Regions from separate parts of the Mus musculus genome. Here regions 1, 3, 4 and 5 are each linked to region 2. A link is a contact called in public HiChIP or PLAC-seq and promoter capture Hi-C data. All regions are on one chromosome and are shown on one strand. Each heading gives the region's core, a stretch centred on a gene start, on an enhancer-like site or on the middle of the called end of the contact. The rest is flanking DNA. Distances are from core to core; before and after follow the strand shown. Region 1 holds the start of Slc7a10 (solute carrier family 7 (cationic amino acid transporter, y+ system), member 10). Region 2 holds the start of Cebpg (CCAAT/enhancer binding protein (C/EBP), gamma). Region 3 holds the start of Lrp3 (low density lipoprotein receptor-related protein 3). Region 4 holds the start of Chst8 (carbohydrate sulfotransferase 8). Region 5 has its middle 37 kb from the start of Chst8.

Region 1 (2,700 bases), core at 73-2,572, 130 kb before region 2:
TGCAGGGGATACCCAAGAGACACTACATCTCTCCAGCTGGAGTTTCTCATGGAAGGGCACAGAGCAGAAGGTAAAGATCACACACACACACACACACACACACACACACTTCAGCCTTTCTCTATCTCCAGGGGTCAAAGGGCAGAAAGAGAGCTATTTGGCTGCATCCCTACTGTGTGCCACTTCCTACTGGCTGGGAAAGGGGACAATCAAGACCCCAATTACTGCTCTTTTAGACCCCCAACTCCTGGGCACAGGGAATCAGAAAAGGCCCCGCCCAAGAGGTCTAGTCCAGTTCTCCTTCAGGAGTCAAGGGACAGACAGAGGTGGGGTTGCTGCCCAACCCTGTCCCCGGGGCATTCTACCTATGCAAAAAGCACCATCTGTAGGAAGAGCGAGAGGGGCCAGGCCATGAGAGCACCCATTCAGATGCCACCAGATCACGAGAGTGCTCACTTGGATCCCAGGGCTGAGTGGGTGCTCTCCTGGAGGCTTGGTCTGCTCCTGGCTACTTCGCTACCTCTCCTCGGATTCTGTGGCCACCTCTGCCAGGAAGGTCAGCTTCGTGGCCTTTAACCCTTGCTTTAGACTCTACCCGGCCATTTACCTTCCTGCTTTCCAAGAACAGATGGCTTCACTTCCCTGGCACTTGAATCTGGCACACAGTAGGGATGCACACAGGCTGCCCTGCAGCCCAGAACTTGCCACTCAAGCCAGGCCTAGCAATTATTTCCGTTTCCTAGGTGGGAACAGGGGACTTGCCTTGGTAAAGCCCCTCAGCTGAGTGAAGGCCAGGGGAGGGTTGCAGCAAGGAAAGCCCCCACCCGAACCCCCACCCCCTTCCAGGCGCAAATTTTCAGAGAGGTTGGGGAGGTGAGGGCAAGAAGTTTTGTGACTGGTTTGCCAGGTTCTGTTCCGAATGGGGTCAAGTGTATTCTCCAGCTATGGCAGCAGGTGCTCGAAGGGTTCCTTTGCCCCTGTGGTCTTATGGTCTTCGTGAGGGAGGAACATAAAGGGGTTCCCCCAGTACTTCCACGCTATGTACGCCCTACTCACCGATGATGATGGTGCAAGCGCTCACCAGCCCGATCTCTTTCTTGAGTGCCACCCGCTCCGAGGCGCCCGGGCCGGGACCAGGGCCCGGGGAAGGCGAGGGCGCAGGGCCGGGGTTCCCGTGCCCGCCTGGCTGTTGTATGTGGCTTGCCATGTCGCTGTCCCGCCTCATCCCAGTTCCCTGCGCTACCCCGTCTGTCCGGCCCGCAGCCAGTCCTCCGTCGGTCGGTTCGTCTGTCGGTGCGCTCGCGGCCCTCGCAGCCCGGGACAGCGCCCACAGGCGGGCGCATGCGCTGGCACGGGGCCCGGGCCCCCGGGGGCCCCCGGGCGGCTGGATCCAGGGAGGGACGGAAGGAGGGACGGCCGGCAGCCCCCTCCCCCACCGCCCTTAAAGGGAACTCCCCCTTCCCCCCCACCCCCAACCCTAGTCAGGGGAGACAGGAGGGGACTGGGATCAGACTTAGAAAGGACTTCCTAGTTGAGTGAACGAAGGGGCTACACCCAGACTTGGGTGAGGTGGGGGAGAAGAGCTCAAAGACCAGGCTGTCCCTGCGCTCAAGGAGTGTGAGCAAGACGTGCTGGGGTAGGCGGTGCTGCATGCCCCAGCCTGTACTTTCTAAATCCCTCAAGCCCCATTTGTGAAGGGTGGGCATTGCACAGGTTGAAAACCACCGCCTAGCGGCAATTAGCCTGACAGTGGCACGGTCTCCATGAAGACTTTTTGATAGCTCCCTGGCCTCTAGGCGGTCCTGACTGAGTCATTTGGGATGAATGGAGACTGTCCTTAAAACAATTCTGAAGGCAAAAGGCTTGAGAAGAGTTGAAGATAAGGAGACCCCAGTGGGGCCCCGGGCATCCTGGGAGTTTGGGACAGTCCCCATCACCATCAAATCTATCCCTGCCTCAGCATCCCCTAATTCCTCTTCGGGTCCAGCCTTAGGTCCCCACCGCAGACTCCTCTACACAGGTCAGTCAGGGCACAGTGGACTGGGACTTTGGCCCAGGCCGTCTAGCATGGCTCAAGGTGACCAGACCGCTGGAAGTGCCAGAGAGACGGGAAGAGAACAATTGTGGTAGCAAGGAGGTATCGGGCCCAGGATCCTGGGAAGCCTGCCTCCTCCCGGAAGCCATTGGGCGGTGCAGCCCAGATCGCGGGGCAAATTCATGCGCGGGTGGTGCGAGGGAGCAGGGCCGCGTCGGGGCCACCGGGGCGGCGGGCGGAGCGAGGCTGGCACGGTGTGGCCGACGGCGGAACAGCTTTTGTGTGTTGCTGGCGATAGCTGCGTCGCGCCGTCCCCTGCATGAGGATGAGGCCACTCGGGGCCACCGGTCCTTCCCCCGATCGCGGCCTCAGAGTTTGCTGGGGAAGGGCAGGGAGGACCCGAGATGGGACGAGTTCAGGAGCCCAAGAGCCTGGGCTGGGGGCGGAGCACGGAGGTGGGGTCTTGGCCAGGGCCTGGTACTTCGAAATTGGGGCGGGGACTTGATAAATAGAAGAGGGAGGACTCTGGGGGGACCAGGAGGGGGAAGCCACTCGGCAGAGCTTCATCCTTCGCACTCCCGACGAAGCCCAACATTCTTGGCGACCTCTGCCTCCCGCCCCAGAGACGATAAGCTGAACGTGGCAAGACTCTCTTAAAGGAACCT
Region 2 (2,700 bases), core at 194-2,693:
TTTTAAGCCTTCTCTGACACATTAGATCAGGTCTGGTCCCCTTCTTACAATATCTCCTAGCATCTTGGACTTCTTTCCTTAAGTGTCTATGAAAATGGGGCTTGAATCATGTCTCTGTAGTTCTCAGAGTAAGCTCCCTGTGGGCAGGGACAGTGTGTTTGTCTTCTTCCATTGCTGACTCTTAGTCCACACTTTAGCACATACCGTTCTTGTAATCAGGAAAAGAATTACAGGATATCAGCTAAAGAGGAAATCTCAAGACTCCTGGGCATTGACTGCTGGCTGTGGAAGGCTTGCCTAGACACAACACAGAATGCAGCTGGCAGAGCGGCTGGCAAAAAAGAGGCTAACTCAATATACATATGACATGCAAGGATGTTTTTATTTTCGATAGTTTTTATATGACTAGAAAACATTAGGGGTAAAATCGTGGTCTTTGTGAGAAACAAAGCACGGTTCACCTTTCATAGTGCTAAGTCTTGGGAAAAAAATGGCTCTTAACACAGCGATCCAAACCTAAAGAAACATACTGACTGGTTTTGAGACATTAGCTCCCCAAGTGTGCATGGGGTTATCAGGGGTCATTCTCTGTGGTTGACTTTTTTTTTTTCAGGTATTTTCATCTCTCAGGGATTCCTCGAAGTCTTATGTGGAGAGCTGCTCTCCTGGCCTTGGCGATGAAGAAACATTTCCCTTCTGAAAGCCAGAGAGTTTTGAATGATAAGCATTGCTAAAGAGGAAGCAATCAAACCTTTCGGGCAGGCTCTGCCTTCCACCCAGCGCTGCTTCCTGTTTTTCAAAACACAAAAACAAAAAGCAACACAAAACAAAACAAAACAACAAAAAAACCCGCTTTTTGATTCTCTTGTGAACTGTTCCCGGGAGACCCAGGCTGGACCACTTGTCACTTTTAAGAGAGCACCTCATATCCATCATCTGCTCTCCGGAGGTGAGCACACTTTGGAAATCGTGATTTGTTCGGCAGCCACAGTCTGCTGTTGTCAAGCGTCTGACAAGTGCTAACCCTAGCACTGGACAGTTTTTCCTTAACGTGCTTTTATCAAAATAAATGTGCAGATGCCTCAGGGCCGTGAGGCCTAAACAAACAAAAAACCCACCCTAACTCAAAAATCCACCTGAGGAAATGTCTTTTCCCTAAGGCAGGTGAGGCCCTCGTAACTCTGATAGAACTTTGCTTGCCATGGGTCACTCCCAAGGCTCAGGGCCACCGCCTGCCACCACCGACAGCCTAAGGGGGAAACCACCGAGCGCGCCTCCAGCCAGCGCCGGTGCTGCCACGCCCACCACGCCCGTTCCGCCGCGCGCCCGCCTCTCGCCGGCACACGGCCTGTGATTGGCTGGTGGAGCTGCCCATCTCTAGAGGCGAGCGCGTCGTTCTCCAAGCAGCGCTTCTATTGGTCACGGCGGCGGCGGCAGCGCGCGGACCCGAAGAGGCGGGGAAAACCGGTGGCCGCGGTGGCGGAACGGGCGGAGGTTGCCGGTTTCGTAACCGTCGCTCCTCCTCGCCGACTCGCGGGCTGCGAGGCCTGGGTCGGGTCGGGTCGGGCCGCGCCGCGCGGGGCCGCTCGGAGTGGAGGCCGTCTGGGGGCGGGCGGGCCGGCCGGAGGCGCAGGTAAGGAGGCCGCGGGTTGTAGCTCGGAGGGGTTGGGGGAGGAGGCCGCGGCCGAGCCCGCCGCTCGCGTAGGCGCCGACCCGGCCGGAGGAGACCCGGCCCTGCCCGATTCGGCAGGTTGGCCCGGAAGGCTCCTGGCGGCTTGGCGGCGCGGGCGGGGGCCCGGAGCGGCGTCTGATGCAACCTGCGGGCAACACCCGGCGGGGCTGAGCTCATCCCTGGCCACGGCCCAGCGCCGCCGCGCTTGGCGCCGACCCCCGCGCTCCCCCGGGCGCCCCCTCACCACAGTCGGGGAAGGGATGGAGTACCAGGTGGTCCCTCCAGAACCTGCCCCTCGGCGACGTGCAGCGTGACAAGCCTGGCGCGCATTGGCCCCTAGGGATGGAGGGTGTTCCTAGAATAGAAGGTGGACCGAATCTTACTTTGGAGCCACCTAGGACTCTCTTCCTGTCGGCTTCCCAAACGGCTCGGTCTGGGGGGGATGGCCCGGGTCCTATTTGGAGTTAATAACCTAGTGGTCATCTAGGGAAGGCACTCGAGTTTTTACACACGTAACGTTGCAAGAGGGAGATTTCGTTTGTTTTTTTGGACGCGGTCGTGTGTCCTGCAGTTCACTGGGAGGGGGAGGACATCCTAGATGATCGCGCACCAGACGCAGAAGGTCAAGCCATGAAGCCTTTCCTTAGCTCGCCTGGAGGGAGCTCGGGAAAAGAGCCAGCGGAGGTATCCAGGTGGGGAAGTTGGGCATGCGGGTGTGAGAATTGTTTCTCTTTCCAAGTGGGCTTGTGTATTTCTGGTCTTAAGAAGGTTGGCATGCTTTGTTTTGCTCTGCTCCTTCTTGCTTTTTTGTTTGTTTCTTTGTAAACTGCATCATAAGATGTATCAAATTTAGAAAGGTTTTAACCTTTGTGGGTTGCACAACAGCTGGGTGTTGTGTCTCTTGAGTTTCCACCCACTTGAATCCTTATTTGAATATATTATCATTGAGTGCAGACCTGTCTCACAGAGGGAATTTGAAACAAAGCACCATAAGGTCTTTCTCTATTGAGAAATTGTACATAGAAGAA
Region 3 (2,700 bases), core at 4-2,503, 160 kb before region 2:
GTATTTTGCTTGCATGTGTCTATGTGAGCTATACATGTGCCTGGTGCCCGAGGAGGCCCGAAAAGGCTGTCAGACACCCTGGAATCGGAAGTGTAAACCAACGTGGGTGCAGGAACCGAACTCAGGTCCCCTGGAAGATCAGCAAGAACTTTTAACCACTAAGCTACCTGTCCAACCGCCGCCCCCTCATTACCCGATTTTAAAAACCCTTTAATACTTACTGGGAAAATCTACTCTGGCATAATCACAAAAGGCTTAGAAGGAGAACAAGAAAGCACAGAAAGACTCAGAGTTCCCCCAAAGAAACACTTTTGGTTCCTGTACAGTGAAAATGAAGTTAACGAATTCCTGTGTCCACAGCTTTCACTAATGGACCGTTGTTTCCCTCAGCCTTCATAATCTTAATGAGTGGCAGTGCTTGTGAGGGCACGCACAAAAGCTAAAGACCATGGGTGTGTGTGTGGAAGGTGAGGCTCACCCCAGCTTGCGGAGCCTCCTTGCTCGGGGGTATTTGGGGACCTCTGATTTAGCATCAGTTTTAAAGAACAGCTGACCTCAATTGACCCCAACTCCTCAATTCCTCTTCCAAGTTCATTCTGGTTTTTGCCTCTCCTGGATTCAAACCCTTGGTTGACAGGTTGTCTCCAGACTACAACCACACGCTTAAAAAGCATACATCATCGCGGTTCCCTAGAGGATGAGGGGGTAACTGAGCTGGTCAGGGGCACAACTGGGTGTCCAAAGTCCTCTCAGGGTTCTCATCAATGTCTCCACACAGGCCTCACTTTTTACAAGGGAGCCACTTTAGAGACAGGATGAGGTAAATGAGAAGGACAGAGGGCCAGCAGGAGGAGAGAATTCCCAAAGCAAATCAGCCAGGAACGCATTGCATTAGGAAGAAGTCAGGTCCCAACCTTGGGCCTCGACTCATTGTCTTGGCCCCCATCAGCCCTTTCCACGCCATCCCACCTCAGTCTCCCTCTCTTCCCCAGCACAGTCGCCTGGCTTCGGGAAAGAGACCAGATCTTGGGATCAAAGGGCGAAGGCGAGCGCTTCCCCGGACCATAGGCGCAATGCCAGCCCTAATCGCTGAGCCAAGGTTCAGAGCTAGCGGGTTCCGGTCGGAGCCGCGTGCGTGGAGCTGTCCAGCACCCCGAGGCGGGGCGTGCGCCCCCCGGCCCGCCCCAGCCTCCTCCGCCCGCCCTGTCAGCGCCACTGCGGCTCGGCGGGCGCGTCACGTGGCTAGCGCGGCGCGGCCTCCCGGCTCCGGGCTTAGGCGAGGGGCCGGCCGGGAGGACGGACGGACCGAGCGACGCACCCTCGTAGGCACCGTGCGGCGCAGCGCGGGCGGCCCGGGGACCGACGGGCAGGGCGCGCCGGGGCATGGGCGCGCCGGAGGTCTCGGTGCGCAGGCCGGGCTGGGCGCGCCGGCCGGGGCTCCGGGACAGCGGCGGGCGAGGGTCTTCCCTGGCGACCGCCGCTGAGCCCCCGCGGGGCCCGTGACGCCGCGGCCGATGTGGCCCCGCGCGTTGCGGGCCTGCACCGCCGCCGCACAAAGACGCCGCCGCAGCCGCCGCCCGCACCCGGGCCGCAGCCGCCGCGCCAGCCCTAGCCCCAGGCGGAGCCCCGGCCGCAGGGCAGCAGGCGTCCGCGCGCGGCCCGCCCCGGCATGGAGAAGCGCGCGGCCGCGGGGCCGGAGGGGGCGCCGGGCGCCAGGGCGCCGCTCGCAGTCGTCTGCCTGGGTGAGTGGGCCGCGAGGGGCCGGGCGGGATGGGAGGGCTTGGAGCCTGCACTGCGATGGCTTCCGCGCCCAGGCACCCTTGGGCTGCCGAGGAGGGAGCCTCCCACCACAGCAGAACCCCAGGCCCGGAGCTGGGGGACGAGAACGCTGGCCTTGGGTTCCTGGGAGAGGCTGGGGTCTTCCTGATGCTTTCCAGCCCGGCCTGCCTGAGTGGTGCTCTGGCTTCCAGAGCTGTGGACAAAGGCCTGGACTACTGCTCCCTAAAGAAGGAACCCTTTCCTGCCTGGAGTCCTGGACAGGCCTGGGAGCTAGCCAAAAGATGGGGACTCAGCATGGGGGCTTGTGGCGGGGGGGAGGGAGGCAGATGTGAGAACTCATTTTCCCATTGTGTCTTCCCAGACCCAGATGGTCATAGGTCGGTTCATCCCTGATGGGGGTTGGGGGGGGGGGTCTGAGTCTGTTCCGGGGAGGGCCAAGAACCCGCCAGGACTGGAACCTAGGTTAGAAGGCTCCTTCCCTGACCAGGAAAAATTTCTGTCCACTTTCCCAGAGCCCATTGCAGGAGAGGGGAAGGAAGGAGTTAAATCCCCAACCCACATGGTTCTTTATTTACCTTGATGAAGGAGGGAGGCCCTTAGAAGAGCTGGGTCATTAGGGGACACCCAGTGATATCACTGTTGAGGGCCTAGGAATGTGACAGGCTCCCTAAAACCACTGAAGTGACAAAGTTGTGAGGGGTGTGGGGCAGCTCTTTCTTTTTAAACTGTAACTCTCATCTGGCCTCCAGGAATAGAGAAGGGTGAGTGTCCAGGAGAGGACTACTGCACAGGCTATGTGAGCTAATCTAAGCAGTGGCTTATATGCCCTGAGTTCCTGCTTCACCTGCTGCTAGTGGTCACTGTGTCTGGGTCCTGGCTATTGTGTTTCCCAGGTGGGCAGGGCAAAGGTGAGGGCTTCCT
Region 4 (2,700 bases), core at 22-2,521, 240 kb after region 2:
TACCATATGCTTGACTGCCAACTCACTTGCCCTGAAGAGGATCCTTGGATACTCTGAGTTCACAGCAGTCATTAAAGAAGCCCAACTACCACTCAGGCCTTTCAAGCTTGCTAGTGTTAGAGGCTCCCTTGCCCTCCACATCTCTAGTGTTAGTATCTCTGCTCCTTATCAGGGCTGCCACACCCTTATCTGGTCACTCAAAGGCCACAGATCCACCTCAGTCTTTAGCTTCATCACCCATCTGGGATGGAGCTGGGTCAACCAACCAACCAATCAACCAACCAACCAGTCCACTCAGGGAGGGGAGAGGCCACAGCCACCGCTCTGTTTTACTGGAAGCTTCTTTTCAGTTTTGTTTTGTTTTGTTTTGTTTAATTTTATTCTGTATGTCCCTTCAAGACCAGGCTTGTTTACTGGTTGGCACCGCTGAGAATGGTTGCTAGATGCGCACCCAGCCTTCCCTTCTAGTGTCTGATTGCCCCCTGCAGGTCGGGGCTTCTCTTCTCTGGAAAAATCAAGATTTGAATCCACAGCCCTGGAACCGAGTCCCGGTTCTACACTTGTACTGTGTGGCTGTGGGTAGGAGGTTTCCCCACTCATTTATTCTGGGTTTGGAGGGAGGGGAGAGGTTGCTTGCTTCAGCCCTCAAGCTGGTGCCAGACCGACGCTTAAGGATGAAGTTCTTAAGTGAGAATCCGGCTCACTGGGCACTTGTGGTTAACTGAGACCCAGAAATTTAGTGGTGAGTGCCAACAAGAGACAGGCCTTGTCCAAATTCCACGCGTACTGTAGTCTGGGAACCTACCTGAATTTTTCTGCGCACCAATTCCTTTGCAAGCCCCGCGGCCGCTCAGCTTTGGGTCCAAGACCCTGCTTGCTAGCGCCTTCTCTTTTTCCCTAGGTCAGCGCAGGGTTACTCAGTGTCGCCACTGGGGCAGTGGCAGCTAAGAAGCTGCGGAGTGGAGTCAAGCGGCAGACCAGAGTCCAGCACTCGGGGATCCCCGAGCTGGGCGCAGCCCGCGCCAATACCGCCCCACCCCCCCGCTGCCTCCCGACCGCGCCCAGCGGCAGCTCCCACAGAGCGCGCGGCCAGTGGGGCTGCTGAAGCCGCAGAGCGCGCGTGGGCGTGGCGCCCGTGAGCTCCCGAGAGGGCTGAGCGATCGGGGAAGAGATTTCCCCCATCTCTGCCCTGCCACCGGGATCGCCTCTTTCCACCGTGGGGCGGGGCCCGGACTGGGGGCGGGGCGCCGGGCGGGCGCGGCGCTATTTCCAGCCTTGCCGGAGGCTTCGCTCGCACTTCGCTGGGAGCCTTCCCGGCGCGTGAGCCGGATCCGGTGGCACCGCGGGGAAGAGACAGGACCGGGCGGTGGCGGCAGAGACAGGGGGACGCACCCGGTGCAGAAGATCCAATAGGAGCACGCCGCCGCAACCTCTCCCGCGCGCTCCGGTCGCCGACTCTACGCCGATCGCCCACTCCCCGCACCTTGGACTACACCGGGAAAAAGACGCAGCCTGGCCCGAACTGGGGCGGAGATCCTTCTTGCTTCCCAAGAGCTCCGGAGGGAAGATTCTCCCGCCGCCGAGAACCCCGCCGGACTGGAGGAACCCGTGGCCTGGAGAGCGCTGGCTGTGCCAGGTAAGTGGCTGCGCCCTGTTCCCTCTCTATGTTGATAGTTCACCCGAAGGGTTGTCCCTGGAAATCCCAGGATGATGCCGGGACTGTTCTGAGCGCAAACCCCGCCACTAGACGTGGTTCAGAGTCCTAAGCTGCAGGTGCTGTTGGGGCATGCGGTGCTTGGGTCTGGCGATACTTTGGGGACCAGCCCCCGTGAGTGGGAACTTTAATTAGACTTTGGATTCTTGGTTTTCTCCGCGCCTGGGAACTGCCTCTCTCTCCTAGGGCTCGCCTCCAGGACCCTTCGCTCCTCTTCTTAACCCTGGATGCTGGGTGCGTGTAAGCTGCTTTGGGCGCTGAGCGACGAGTGCTCGAGGGCCGGGCTGGAGCGTCCAGAGCGCCGAGGCTTTGGTGTGCGCTTGGAACTGGGACTTAGAGGCCAGTTGGGGTGCGTAGGGCGAAAGGGGAAGTTACAAGCGACCTTGGCTCCCTACCAGGAGACGCAAGGTGTCCCCGCGCTCCATCGCGCGCATCTCCACCCCTCAACTCTCTAGGGCCCCGGCCTGTTTTGTGCTCCCGGCGAGTGTGCGTGCGTCAGCGATCGCAAGGAGGTGTGTGTATGCGTGTGTCCCCGAGTGCGGGAGTCGGAGCCTCAGGCGGCTGAGGGTAGGGGATGGTGAAATGATCTGCTTTACAGCGGGACCGAGCTCAGCCCTAGCTAGCGGCTGTTGCAACTTCAGCTGCTGCGTGGGGCTGTTTTGCTCATACTATGGCCTGGCCAGGAGAATGTACGTTCTCTGGTTTGGGCAGGGTCAGAGGTGGCGCTTGGGCATCAAGTGACCTCTCTCTATTTCCCGCGCAGTACTCCAAACCCTAACTTTAGTTGTATATCTTGTCTCTGGGCCCTTCGGCCCTCACCTGGGGTTGTAACAGTCGGGGAACTGTGCCCTGGATTTCGGACATACCGGTTGGATCTTGGAACAGTCTGTCCTGCAGCCATTTCGGCATCACCGGAGATGCATCTCTAAGCCGCCTCCCAGCAGGACCCTAAGCGTGATTGGTTCTAAGGGGAACAGGCTTCTGGG
Region 5 (2,700 bases), core at 157-2,656, 210 kb after region 2:
CAGGGCACTCCCCTCCCTCACATCTGACCAGGTCACCCCCTCTCCCTCACATCTGACCAGGGCACCTCTCTCCCTCACATCTGACCAGGACACCCCCTCCCTCACATCTGACCAGGACACCCCCTCCCTCACATCTGACCAGGGCACTCCCCCTTACATCTGACCAGGGTACCTCTCTCCCCCACATCTAGCCCCAGTTCCTGCCTGATGCCAGGACCCACTGACTCTTTGTGCTGTGTGCTGGAAGATGTCTCCAGGAGTTCCCAGCTCAGACATGGATGGCATACATACATATACATAAGGGCCAGGGAAGAAGAAAGCAGGAAGGAAACCCAGCACTGAGGGAGAGGTAGATAAAAAGTCCCACTCCTGACCAAGAAGCTATTTGCAATTGATACCTGCCAAGAAGGGGGAAATCAGGTGGGTTTTGTTGTTGTTGTTTTGTTTGGTTTGGTTTGGTTTTTGTTTTGTTTTATTTTTTCCCAGTGGACTGTCACCATGTAAATCAACCACACTTCAGGGCAGGCCTGTGCCCAGGAGTAGCTGGAAAACACAAAATGCTCTCCATGTCTTTTGTGTGTGCACTTTTAATTTTGTTTTGCTATCTTTGGTCTTACCGGGTTTTTGTTTATGTTTATTTCTTTTTTTTTTTTGAGAGAGAGAAAAGGGAAAAGAACATGAAGCAAGGTAAATAGGAAAGTGGGGGAGGCTCTGGGAGGAGATGGGGAGGGGATGATATGATCAGATATATTGTATGGAAAAAATTTAAATAACCCAGTTTGCTCTCCGAGAACGATGCAGGAAAGACCTAAAATGGTCTTTTCTTCACCCAGCTCCACCTCTCAGAAAGAACGATGGTTACGTCACAATTCTTCCACAGCACATCATTTTCTTTACACACTGATGACCATAAGAGCCACGGAGGTTCATGGCAACAGCCACCCAGCAGTCTGCACTTTGGTGACCATAGAGTTCTTCCCACAACTGGTGGCGTTTTCACTCTGTCTGCTCAGCGCCATCCATCTCAGTAGGATGGGAGTGACACCTTGATTAGCCCCGCCCCTCGCACGATCCCGCCGCCCCGCCCACCCCCCCAACCCGTCCCCCAGGTCTGGCAACCCCAAAGGACTCTGGGAAAACTCCAGGCAGGAGCCTCTTCCCAAATGATTTTATGTGTTGGGCACCATTTAGGTCAGTTCTTATACTAGCTATTCAATGTTGCTATGGCCACGATGCCTAATGGAAGTAAGAGAGTACAGATTTTGTTTTGGCTCACTGTTTCAGTCCATCGTGGTGGGGGAGGCACGGCAGAATCTATGGTGGTGTGAGCATGGGGCATACGTTCCTCACATCATGAATGACGGGGAACCAGAGGCCTGACCGGCTAGTGACTGAGGTCCCATCTTCTGCAGGTACCATAGCCTCCAGAGTAGCGCCACCTGCTGGTCAGCAAACAGCAAAACACGAGCCTGGAGCTGGGGCGGGGGTTATTTTGGATTTGAACTCCAAGTTCCTTTGTGAGTCGCCTTGTCTACACAGATGGTCTGGGGAGGTATTGCCCTGATATCCAGCTGGTTAACACAGGATAGAACATTAGCTCTGGAGGCTCCTGGACTTGGATCTTATGAGGTGGCTTTCCAAAAGGAATTAAGATGCTTGCAGCTCCTCACCTTTGGGCTGTGTGTTCAAATAACTACTGTCTGTGCAACTCTCAGACACTGCAAAGAGATGTGCGCGAAGATGCAGCCTAAGTGACAAAGCAAATCCATGCTGGCGATGAAAAGAACGTTCTGGGTAGAGCACTGCCTAGGAAATACTTCCTATCACCACTGACGGCAGCATCTCAGTCCAGGTCTCTTGTATTACTTAATTTTCTCATCAATGAAAAATGCCAACAGAAGCAATGTAGGGGGAGAAGGATTTGTTTTAGCTTGTAGTTTCATGGTCATATTCATAGAAGCAGGAGAGGCTTCTGGCTATGGCTGGCCACAGGAGTGCCTGGTTGTGACAGCTTATTCATATCTCTATGGCCAACAAAGAAGTAGGAATCTCAGGCCAGGACTATAACCCATAAGCCTCCTACTCCATGGTTCTATGCCTTCCAGCTAGACTCCACATTCAAAAGATTATGCGATGGAGACTGGAGAGGTGGCTCAGTGGTTACAGTGCCTACTGACTTTGTAGGGGTTCCCCGTCTCAGTTCCTAGCTCCCACGTGGTGTGACTCACAACTGCCTGTAGCTCCTGTCCCAGGATCTCTGGTGCCCTCTTCTGGCCCCCTCAGGCTCCTGCACACACAGAACACAGGCTCATACAGGCACATACAAATAATCAAAATAATTTTTGAAAGATTCTACAACTGAGGAACAGACATCCATATACATGCGGGGGACACTACATGCTCATGCCACAACACCTCAGGACTTTGGAGGACAAGTTAGAAGGACAGAAGCATCAGAAGTCCTGAATGGCAAAGACTTCTCTAGGCCTGGAGAGCCTGTCCTGCCCTCCAGTGTCCAGCCCACTCCCACATACTTTATCATACTGGCCAGCCTCTGGAGGTCTCATCTCAGGACTGCTTGCTGCTTCCTCCAGAGCCTGCCTACCTGTCACCTAGGCAGACACAACCTTCCTGACCCATTCAGGTTTCTGAACGAATCCGTTAAGGTTGCTGGAAATATTAGGAAGATTCCCTACCCCT

Evidence for each region. Promoter capture Hi-C pulls out the DNA fragments that hold promoters and counts their contacts. HiChIP or PLAC-seq counts read pairs in DNA pulled down with a chosen protein or histone mark. Capture Hi-C pulls out chosen DNA fragments and counts their contacts.
Region 1: a contact with region 2 is called in a promoter capture Hi-C map of adipose tissue. The contact joins the promoter of Slc7a10 here to the promoter of Cebpg in region 2. A contact is called at or near these places in 27 of 39 promoter capture datasets (the 3T3-L1 cell line, 3T3-L1-derived adipocytes, the C10 cell line and 15 more), 2 of 15 datasets of contacts at CTCF or cohesin (both in embryonic stem cells), 36 of 484 Hi-C or Micro-C datasets (the 3T3-L1 cell line, 8-cell embryo, the HPC-7 cell line and 18 more), 21 of 115 datasets of contacts at active chromatin or transcription factors (the HPC-7 cell line, the NIH/3T3 cell line, bone marrow-derived macrophages and 12 more) and 4 of 9 other capture datasets (adipose tissue, liver, macrophages and 1 more).
Region 3: a promoter capture Hi-C map of embryonic stem cells shows a contact between it and region 2, with 29 read pairs. The contact joins the promoter of Lrp3 here to the promoter of Cebpg in region 2. A contact is called at or near these places in 13 of 39 promoter capture datasets (the HPC-7 cell line, cranial neural crest, embryonic stem cells and 7 more), 3 of 484 Hi-C or Micro-C datasets (CD8 T cells and embryonic stem cells), 3 of 115 datasets of contacts at active chromatin or transcription factors (all in embryonic stem cells) and 4 of 9 other capture datasets (adipose tissue, embryonic stem cells, liver and 1 more).
Region 4: an H3K4me3 HiChIP or PLAC-seq map of embryonic stem cells shows a contact between it and region 2, with 19 read pairs. The contact joins the promoter of Chst8 here to the promoter of Cebpg in region 2. A contact is called at or near these places in 11 of 39 promoter capture datasets (the 3T3-L1 cell line, cranial neural crest, embryonic stem cells and 3 more), 3 of 484 Hi-C or Micro-C datasets (embryonic stem cells and muscle stem cells), 8 of 115 datasets of contacts at active chromatin or transcription factors (embryonic stem cells, forebrain, pancreatic cancer cells and 1 more) and 2 of 9 other capture datasets (adipose tissue and pancreatic islet).
Region 5: an H3K27ac HiChIP or PLAC-seq map of embryonic stem cells shows a contact between it and region 2, with 5 times the contacts expected there. The contact joins the enhancer-like site here to the promoter of Cebpg in region 2. A contact is called at or near these places in 3 of 39 promoter capture datasets (embryonic stem cells and trophoblast stem cells), 7 of 115 datasets of contacts at active chromatin or transcription factors (embryonic stem cells, pancreatic cancer cells and stem cell-derived neural progenitor cells) and 1 of 9 other capture datasets (adipose tissue).

The regions. Positions count from the first base shown.
Region 1 is chr7:35,185,007-35,187,706 of GRCm38.p6, reverse strand. It overlaps Slc7a10 (solute carrier family 7 (cationic amino acid transporter, y+ system), member 10), which reads right to left and starts at 1,322. Exons shown (of 11, transcript NM_017394.4): 1 at 1,057-1,322. The coding sequence starts at 1,225.
Region 2 is chr7:35,055,309-35,058,008 of GRCm38.p6, reverse strand. It overlaps Cebpg (CCAAT/enhancer binding protein (C/EBP), gamma), which reads left to right and starts at 1,443. Exons shown (of 2, transcript NM_009884.3): 1 at 1,443-1,633. It overlaps Gm45095 (serine/arginine repetitive matrix protein 1-like), which reads right to left and starts at 2,526. Exons shown (of 2, transcript XM_030243153.1): 1 at 1,917-2,526; 2 at 364-1,817. The coding sequence starts at 2,002. The coding sequence ends at 1,250.
Region 3 is chr7:35,213,898-35,216,597 of GRCm38.p6, reverse strand. Lrp3 (low density lipoprotein receptor-related protein 3) reads left to right here and starts at 1,253. Exons shown (of 8, transcript NM_001024707.2): 1 at 1,253-1,742. The coding sequence starts at 1,670.
Region 4 is chr7:34,811,282-34,813,981 of GRCm38.p6, reverse strand. Chst8 (carbohydrate sulfotransferase 8) reads left to right here and starts at 1,271. Exons shown (of 4, transcript NM_175140.4): 1 at 1,271-1,636. Gm38987 (a long non-coding RNA gene) reads right to left here and starts at 1,274. Exons shown (of 3, transcript XR_881950.3): 1 at 806-1,274.
Region 5 is chr7:34,848,572-34,851,271 of GRCm38.p6, reverse strand. No RefSeq gene overlaps it. Among named protein-coding and RNA genes, the nearest start is that of Chst8, 37 kb to the right of the region's middle. Within about 2 kb of position 1,406, at least 7 of the 459 cell types and tissues checked have an H3K27ac peak or open chromatin away from gene starts, as enhancers often do. A contact at or near this core is called in embryonic stem cells, where this site is marked.